Linked DNA regions of Mus musculus: regions 1 and 3 are each linked to region 2. A link is a contact called in public Hi-C and HiChIP or PLAC-seq data. All regions are on one chromosome and are shown on one strand. The core of a region is the stretch at or near the end of the contact, and the rest is flanking DNA. Distances in the headings are between cores, read along the strand shown.

Region 1 (2,700 bases), core at 103-2,602, 330 kb after region 2:
TAGAGTTGCTCAATACATACTCTTGATCAGAGTTAGCACAAATCAGCTCACATCCGTCTCGATGCAGATGGGTTACAGCTCATTTGCACACTGGTATGGCCTGGACATTCCTGTGTGGTTACTGCTCAGGGTTTCAACCACTAGAAGTAGCTGGGATTAAACAAGCTATAATGGAGTCTAGAGTAGGGGAATGAACTTGCCATTGAGCAGATCAAACAGCAGCCTTAACCCAAAGATGAGCAACACTGAACAGATATGGATAGACTCCCGGGTAGGCTCTGGACAGCAGACAGCTGACCATGGGGGTCAGAAAGGCATCTACCTCCAGGAGTTAGGTACTGTGGTAGCATGCATGGTCATCTAAGCCTTCCACAGTCTGTGAGAAACGCTTTGTGCTCTTTTCTGCACCCTAGTTATCTAGTCAGTTATAGTGGCAGGAGGGAGAGTGGGGATGCCAGGAACTAAGGCGAGAGGAATGGAGTTAGTGTCTTCTGGCTTCATAATTTCCATCTTGGATGAGGAACACTACAGACAGGTGTCAGGGAAGGCTGCACAGTGATGGCCACACGGTGCACACTTGATATGGACTAGAAAGTAGTTCAGATGCTACTTTTTTTAAAAATTTTTGGCAAATGGCTATTTTATCACAATAAAAAACATCCCATAAAGCCAAACAGTCCATTCCTTTTGACCTCCCCCAGGGACCACGCCTTGCTCTCTCTCATTCAATGAAGATGGTCATATGGGCTACCATGTGTGGACCAGAGTCAAAGAAGGTAGCCAAGAACACAGGGGTTCTGCCCTCCAGTGAATCTGATGTGTCTCTGCACAACCATGTCATGTTTTATAGGATGGTGAGATTGAAAAAGTAACACGATTCTCTCCCCCCACCCCCTTCTAGCTCATGCCTAAAGCCTGCAGGAGTTATGTCCAGTCTGAGCCCTTAGTGGGGGGAAATAGGTGGGAAGGGAATCAGGCTGAGGGCTCAGGGTGGAAAAGGCCTCTCAACTTAGCTGTCTCATTAAAATTGTCAGACTCCTTCCACATACATAAGACAAATATCACCCTCCTCTCCATCCCTTATCCCTCACCAGTACTCCTGGGTGCTCAGATAACATTCTTCTCAGAATGTAGGGTCCTAAACTCAGCTGGGTCAGGTCATTTCTTAGGCTTAGGGTTCACTTCAGGGCATTTAAATATAGCAATTCATTTCTTAATGTTTATAGAATGCTGTCCACAGAACACAATCACTCAATACCTCATTTGAAGCGTGCCTCATGCCTGGCCCTGTCTCCGAGGCTCCAATGCACACAAATCACCTCTAGGATTCCGGTGGCCTTGAGTCCCACAGATAAGTTCCTCCTTGTGCTGGCCAGTGCCCAGCCACCCCGGCAGGCCAAGATGGGAATCTCCCATCCCAGGGCTGGACATTTTGATTACCCTTATTATCTTAGCTTGCTTTGGCTATAAATTTTATTAGTGGCCATAAAATTATCCATCCACAGCATATGACTCAGTGACCTCTTGCAACAGAGAATTCCACAACGGGAGTCTACACGAAGTCTACGAGGGCAGCTTTTTCTTTCCCTTAATTTATAGCCTTACCTCCTTCACAGTCTTCTCTGTGTGGGGAGACTCTGCAAACGGAGGAGGAGGCTCAAGTCATGATAGCCGTTATCAGGGCTTACATCTGGCCCCTCAGCACCTGGGAACTGTTTACTTTTATTCTTTGTGTTGCCAGAAGGTAAAGGGGCAGGGCCACCTGCCTGCTTCCTGAAGGACCCCCGGGGAGCACGATAAAGCACAGGGCCAGCTGTGCTGCTAGTTTGGAATCTTCTCTTAAATTTCATACTCCCAACATGTGCCGGCTAAGACACCGGAGTTCAGTGCCTTTCCAAAGGACTCTTTTTTTTTTTTTTTCCATTTTTTATTAGGTATTTCGCTCATTTACATTTGCAATGCTATACCAAAAGTCCCCCATAGCCACCCACCCCCTCTCCCCTACCCACCCACTCCCCTTTTATGGCCCTGGCGTTCCCCTGTACTGGGGCATATAAAGTTTGCGTGTCCAATGGGCCTCTCTTTCCAGTGATGGCCGACTAGGCCATCTTTTGATGCATATGCAGCTAGAGTCAAGAGCTCCGGGGTACTGGTTAGTTCATAATGTTGTTCCACCTATAGGGTTGCAGATCCCTTTAGCTTCTTTGGTACTTTCTCTAGCTCCTTCATTGGGGGCCATGTGATCCATCCAATAGCCGACTGTGAGCATCCACTTCTATGTTTGCTAGGCCCAGGCATACTCTGACAAGAGACAGCTATATCAGGGTCCTTTCAGCATAATCTTGCTAGTGTATGCAATGGTGTCAGCATTTGGAAGCTGATTATGGGATGGATCCCCGGATATGCTAGTGTCTACATGGTCCATCCTTTTATCTCAGCTCCAAACTTTGTCTCTGTAACTCCTTCCAAGGGTGTTTTGTTCCCTCTTCTAAGGAGGGGCATAGTGTTCACACTTCAGTCTTCATTTTTCTTGAGTTTCATGTGTTTAGGAAATTGTATCTTATATCTTGGGTATCTTAGGTTTTGGGCTAATATCCACTTATCAGTGAGTACATATTGTGTGAGTTCCTTTGTGAATGTGTTACCTCACTCAGGATGATGCCCTCCAGGTCGATCCATTTGGCTAGGAATTTCATAAAT
Region 2 (2,700 bases), core at 131-2,630:
GAGTTAAATACTGTTGCTGTGTGAGAATGGGTGATTATAATACTGTATGTGGCTTGCAGTGTAAGGACAAACAGGGAGGGGCCAAAGAGGAGCACATGGCTCAGTCCTCTCTTTGGATCGACTATGCAGGTGAGGGTGATAGATCTGATGCTCTTAGGCTAACAGTGGTGGTGGGTCTCCTCTGTCAGAATTCACATTTGTCAGTGATTGTGTGCACACTGTTGGCCCTTGTAGCCATCTTGTGACCAGGTAAGAGAATCGGAGGCTATTCTTCTCCAGTGAGTCATTGGATCAGAGAAGAAACTATTGGTGAACTACGAGTGATTCATTACATTATGTGTTGTGCATGCACACATGTGTGCATATGTACATAGCATGGTGTATGTGTATACATGTGCATGTGTTTGAAGGCAGGACCTAGCTTTATGGCCCAGGCTAGCCTCCAACTTGTGATTCTCCTCCCTCTGCCCTCTTTCCTAGCCTGGGCTACAAGAATATGCCACCATAGCTGATGGAGACTTATTTTTTCCTGCCTATGCTCAGCTCCTCCAGGTGTGTATGTGCTAGGTGGTCTTGTAATGTGGAAGAGCTCCGAGAGGAAAGGGAGGCTGAAGTCAAGTGCTAAAGGTCTGGGCAGTACAGCAACAGTTTTCCCTGGACAAAGAAGAGAAATCGAGGTTGAGAACAAGCCAGCGGTGAGGATGCAGGGCAGATGAATAATCTGAGAGCCGAGTTACTCAGTGCCCAGCACAGGGCAGGTCACCACAATGAAGACAGTGGCTACATGGGATATAAAGGGGGCCGTGTCTGCAGAGCAGGACACCTTTCCTGGGTGTAGTCTTCCCCATTCTACAGATGATACATACATGGCCTAGCCAAAGAGGGTGAGGCACGGGGAGAATCCAGACCTAGACCTCTGGGACATGGGACAACAGGTACAGGGAGTGGTTCTAAGTGAAGCAGGTGGGGCACTGCCTGTCCTCCCTGGAGGGGAGCCTCGGGTGACAGACAGCAGGGAGGGGAAATTACCTCAATCTGCATGTCAAGAATAGAAGTAGGTTTAGGATCCAGGCTGTCACTATCAAGAGAGATATCCATCCTGTGTGACCCTAGGCCAGCAGTCAGATCTGGGCTGAGAAGAACCTGAAGATAGCCAAGGCCCCTGTAAACAGGTAGGTGTCAGAGACCCACAAGCCAGCCAAGCGGCTCCAGACCCATGGGTGTTTCCAGACTTTGGCAGCTGGCTGCTTTTGTTCCCTTGTGGTGAACAGCTTTGGAGCTGTCTGTGAGTCAGCTCTAATCTAACGTGTAAGATGCTGCCTGGAGGGCTGAGACCAGAGACTTTCCCATGAGCAGTGGAATGTCTGTTAGGGGTGAGGAATCTTGTGGGTTTTCTGGAAGAATGAATCAAATACAGAGAGATAAGGCCGCTCTCTCAGAGCCGCACTGAGCGTTGACGTGGCAAGCAGTCTGTGATGGTTGGCGCAGTCTCTGAAGGCTGGGGCCTGGCCTCGGGAGCCCAGAACACATGCAGCACAGTGAATGGATGGACCCAGGCCAGGAGCTGCAGACTGAGAAATTCTGCCTTTCTCCAAGGGCTCTGTGGCAGCACAGTCCCCCATCCTTGTCTGGCTGGCTTTTGAAGCAGATTCTTGCCTTATCTTTTCCTTCACTTTGCCATCCAGTCTACCCTGCCAAGGCCAACTGGAAATGGCCCTTTAGATTGCCCCACCAGTAAGCTCTCAAAGTTCTGATTGCATTTTAATCCTCTTTTGTACATGTGCAGAGACTTCTGCACAGCACTGACCCAGCCCCACTTAGCTGGCAGTTCAACCAGCGAGCACTCACGTCAAACAGAAACTTTCTGCATAGATGAGGCCACGTCCTCCACAGCATATTCCCTCGTGTGTGAGAAACTTTCAATTACGTTTTCGTGGCATTGGCCAATCACGTTCTCCCGGTAAATGTGTGTTTTGTCCTCGTACACAGAGACAGGTTTTCAAGCCTGTTTCATTCTCTTCTCCCTAGGGCTTGCTCTGCAGCACGCTGCCCTGGCCCACTTCCACTGAGTAGGACTCGTGCCATTTGCCATCAGAGGGACTGTAGAGCCAACTTGATGAGCAGTCTAGAACCCACACAGTTAAGAGACTCAAGGAACACACTTTGCCCTTTCCCTTTTAGCTCAGGACAGCGATATGGGGAGCACAGACCAATGGGTGAGATGCCCCATGAGCCCCTGTCAACCTCGGAACAGGAAGGGAATGGCAGGTGGCGATGGCTTTCATGTGCTGTCAGTCACCTACACAGTGGCCTGTGGCTGCTCTAGGCCAGCCTTTGCTGCCGTTTAGCCAAGGACACGGACAGTTAGGGAGGCCTGGGTTACTGATCTGTGACTGGATTACCATCTGCAGGAATAATTTGACAATGTCAATGTGCTATTTGTCGTGCCCGGATTGAGGTCAAGCCTCGACTGAGCACTTTGTCACCGTAACCTTGGGTAAGCTTCAACTGCTGACCTTGGAGGACAGTGTGTCCAGATCCCATCTTTGTCGAGCCCACTGTTTTCAACCCCCTGCTTTGCAACTCACTTATTTTTACCCAATAGATCTCACTTAACTTTATGGTGCAATTTACTACAGACCTTTTTTTTTTTTTTTTTTATTAAGTCTTCCACAAGGCAAAATGTCTGAGGCAAAATGT
Region 3 (2,700 bases), core at 184-2,683, 280 kb after region 2:
CTTCTTAGAATTGGGAACAAAACACCCATGGAAGGAGTTGCAGAGACAAAGTTTGGAGCTGAGACAAAAGGATGGACCATCTAGAGACTACCATATCCAGGGATCCATCCCATAATCAGCCAGCCGCCAAACGCAGACACCATTGCATACACTAGCAAGATTTTGCTGAAAGGACCTTGATATAGCTGTCTCTTGAGAGACTATGCTGGGGCCTAGCAAACACAGAAGCGGATGCTCACAGTCAGCTATTGGATGGGTCACAAGGCCCCCAATGGGGGAGCTAGAGAAAGTATCCAAGGAGCTAAAGGGATCTGCAACCCTATAGGTGGAACAACAATATAAACTAACCAGTATCCCCTGGAGCTTGTGTCTCTAGCTGCATATGTATCAGAAGATGGCCTAGCTGGCAATCAGTGGAAAGAGAGGCCCATTGGTCGTGCAAACTTTATATGCCTCAGTACAGGGGAACGTCAGGGTCAAGAAGTGGGAGGGGGTGGGTAGGGGAGTAGGGGGGGAGGGTATGGGGGACTTTTGGGATAGCATTGGAAATGAAAATGAGGAAAATACCTAATAAAAAAATTTTTAAAAAGACTATCCTTTTCTCAAAGTCCGGATTTCACCTCAAACTTCAAGAACAGTTAAATCCAGAATTTGAACAAGGGGAGTCTAGCAGACATCAGAAGCTAGCAAAAGACTCCACAAAGCACCATCCTGCTACAGGCTCAAATGAAAGTGTAGACCCAGGATAAGCCAACAGCCTCCTCTTCCTCCTCCCCTCCATCCTCCTCTTCTTCCTCCTTCTCCTCTCCCTTCTCTTCCTCCTCCTTCTCCTCCTCCTCCCCTCCCTCCTCCTTCCTTCTTCCCTGATCCCCTTTTATGTCACCACACAGCTGTGCAAGTATCTAACATGGTCTTATTTTAATCATGGGATGCTCAGAAATGTTAATGGTCTTGCTGAATACTGTTCAGAGCTAGAGGCTTCCTAGCTTCCTTCCTACAGCTCCTGAGAAGAAACGGCCACTGTCATCACCTTGGGCAGGATGGCACATGCTTGAACCCAAAACCCTGGGTGATTTTAGCCCCCTTATACTAAAGCTTGTGAGTTCCTTTCTCTCAGAGTAACTGTCAGTTATCTTAAAGAGGGATGGGGAGCTTTCAACGTGTTTTGGGGGTGGGGAGGGCAATGTAAAGTTTACAGCAAGATCCTCACAATGTCTGCCCACCAGCTCACCTCTCCTTCAGCTAAGAAAACGGAAGAGAAGGTCTGGGGTTTGAAAATCTGTCCTTTTCCTTCCTGTGGGTGATTCTGTTTACCTTGTAAATTCTAGGCATAAATCTTCCTTTAGATGACCACAATTTATACTATTCCCATAAAATACTGTAGGGCTGTAGTCTCCTTCCCTGGCTCTGTTCCCCTCCTAGCTTAGTCAGCCCTTTGTTATGTTAGAATAGGAAAAGAAATACCACAGTGGCTGGCCATGCAGCTGACCCAGACGGGCTGTATGCAGCCATCCATTCACTCGGTTGTTCCAGGCTTAAAGGAGCCCACAGGCTCAAGAGTTTGTTTTCAATCCAGAAAAAGAAATATCCCATCAGTATAAATCAGCTCTTAAGATGAAGTCCAGAGATTGGATGAAGGGATAGACAAGCGGCCCCAAAACATAGGTCTCATTTTGCATGTTTGGATATTTTTCTAGTGGGCCCATTCCACACTGTTCTTGTGAGGACTGGGGGGTGTCATTGATTCTGCTAAATCCACTCCTCATTCTCTCTACATCAATCTACATCAGGAGGCAGACGAATGAAGCTGCCTCAGCAGATGCTATGATTTGGATTTTAAGTGTCCCCGCTCCCCAATGGTCCTTTGCCAAAGGCTTGGTCTCCAGTGTGTGGTGGACCATTGGATCGATGGGGCCTAGTGGGAGATCTAAGTCACTGCGCCTTTGGAGGGGATCTCAGACTCAGTCCCTTCTTCCTATCCCTTGCCTCTGACATGTTATCTCATCATAGGCCCTAAAACAGTGAGGCCCAACGAATCAGGCACTCAAGGCATCTCTAACTAGGAACAAAAAAATGAGCCCTTCCTCTTTGTAAACTGATTGATTGCCTTGGGTATTTGCTACAGTAACGAAGAGCTAGCTAACATTTCAGATTTCCTTTTCATTTCCTGCTCTGATTAGCTACAGAGGAGCTTGGAAAGACACAGGACTTTCACTCTGTAAAGAGACAATAACTGTCTGATATAACCATCAGCCCCAGCCCTTCATGGTGTCCTTCCTGCAGGTTACGTCATAGCTACCCTGCTTTGGGGGTAGCAAGAGACTATGCTGCCAGGCTCAAGGACCATCCTGTGGCTTTCCTACCCCTGCCCCAGCTCAGTAAGAATTCCTTTCAAAAATAATTCATTTGATAGAGTGTGCCATCCACTTCTGCCAAGACACACACACACACACACACACACACACACACACACACACACACACTTTTCCAGGGGTAAGTAGCTCTAAAGAGTTACAAACATTTCAATGTTTAAAGAACCTGTATGAATAAGAAGGGGATTAAATATCAAAAGCAAACAACACAAAATTCTCAGGGTGAGTGATCAGGGAAGGCAGACAGCATTTTCTCTGTGGTTTTACCCATCCTTTCATTGACACGCTCTGTATGGCTTTAAGGGAACCCTGAGCACCAGGCTCTTGC

The links. Hi-C and Micro-C count contacts between places; a contact is called where the count stands out from the background. HiChIP or PLAC-seq counts read pairs in DNA pulled down with a chosen protein or histone mark.
Region 1: a contact with region 2 is called in a Hi-C map of adipose-derived mesenchymal stem cells, with 2.0 times the contacts expected there. The contact joins two enhancer-like sites. A contact is called at or near these places in 2 of 484 Hi-C or Micro-C datasets (adipose-derived mesenchymal stem cells and uterus) and 1 of 9 other capture datasets (embryonic stem cells).
Region 3: an H3K27ac HiChIP or PLAC-seq map of the NIH/3T3 cell line shows a contact between it and region 2, with 2.2 times the contacts expected there. The contact joins two enhancer-like sites. A contact is called at or near these places in 2 of 115 datasets of contacts at active chromatin or transcription factors (the NIH/3T3 cell line and vascular smooth muscle cells) and 1 of 9 other capture datasets (embryonic stem cells).

The regions. Positions count from the first base shown.
Region 1 is chr1:178,706,948-178,709,647 of GRCm38.p6, reverse strand. The region is part of intron 3 of Kif26b (kinesin family member 26B); the gene reads right to left. Among named protein-coding and RNA genes, the nearest start is that of Gm46249, 68 kb to the left of the region's middle. Within about 2 kb of position 1,352, at least 19 of the 459 cell types and tissues checked have an H3K27ac peak or open chromatin away from gene starts, as enhancers often do. A contact at or near this core is called in adipose-derived mesenchymal stem cells, where this site is marked.
Region 2 is chr1:179,040,806-179,043,505 of GRCm38.p6, reverse strand. All of the region lies in intron 10 of Smyd3 (SET and MYND domain containing 3), which reads left to right. Among named protein-coding and RNA genes, the nearest start is that of Gm46249, 270 kb to the right of the region's middle. Within about 2 kb of position 1,380, at least 134 of the 459 cell types and tissues checked have an H3K27ac peak or open chromatin away from gene starts, as enhancers often do. A contact at or near this core is called in the NIH/3T3 cell line and adipose-derived mesenchymal stem cells, where this site is marked.
Region 3 is chr1:178,757,429-178,760,128 of GRCm38.p6, reverse strand. All of the region lies in intron 4 of Kif26b (kinesin family member 26B), which reads right to left. It also overlaps the pseudogene Gm34176. Among named protein-coding and RNA genes, the nearest start is that of Gm46249, 17 kb to the left of the region's middle. Within about 2 kb of position 1,433, at least 13 of the 459 cell types and tissues checked have an H3K27ac peak or open chromatin away from gene starts, as enhancers often do. A contact at or near this core is called in the NIH/3T3 cell line, where this site is marked.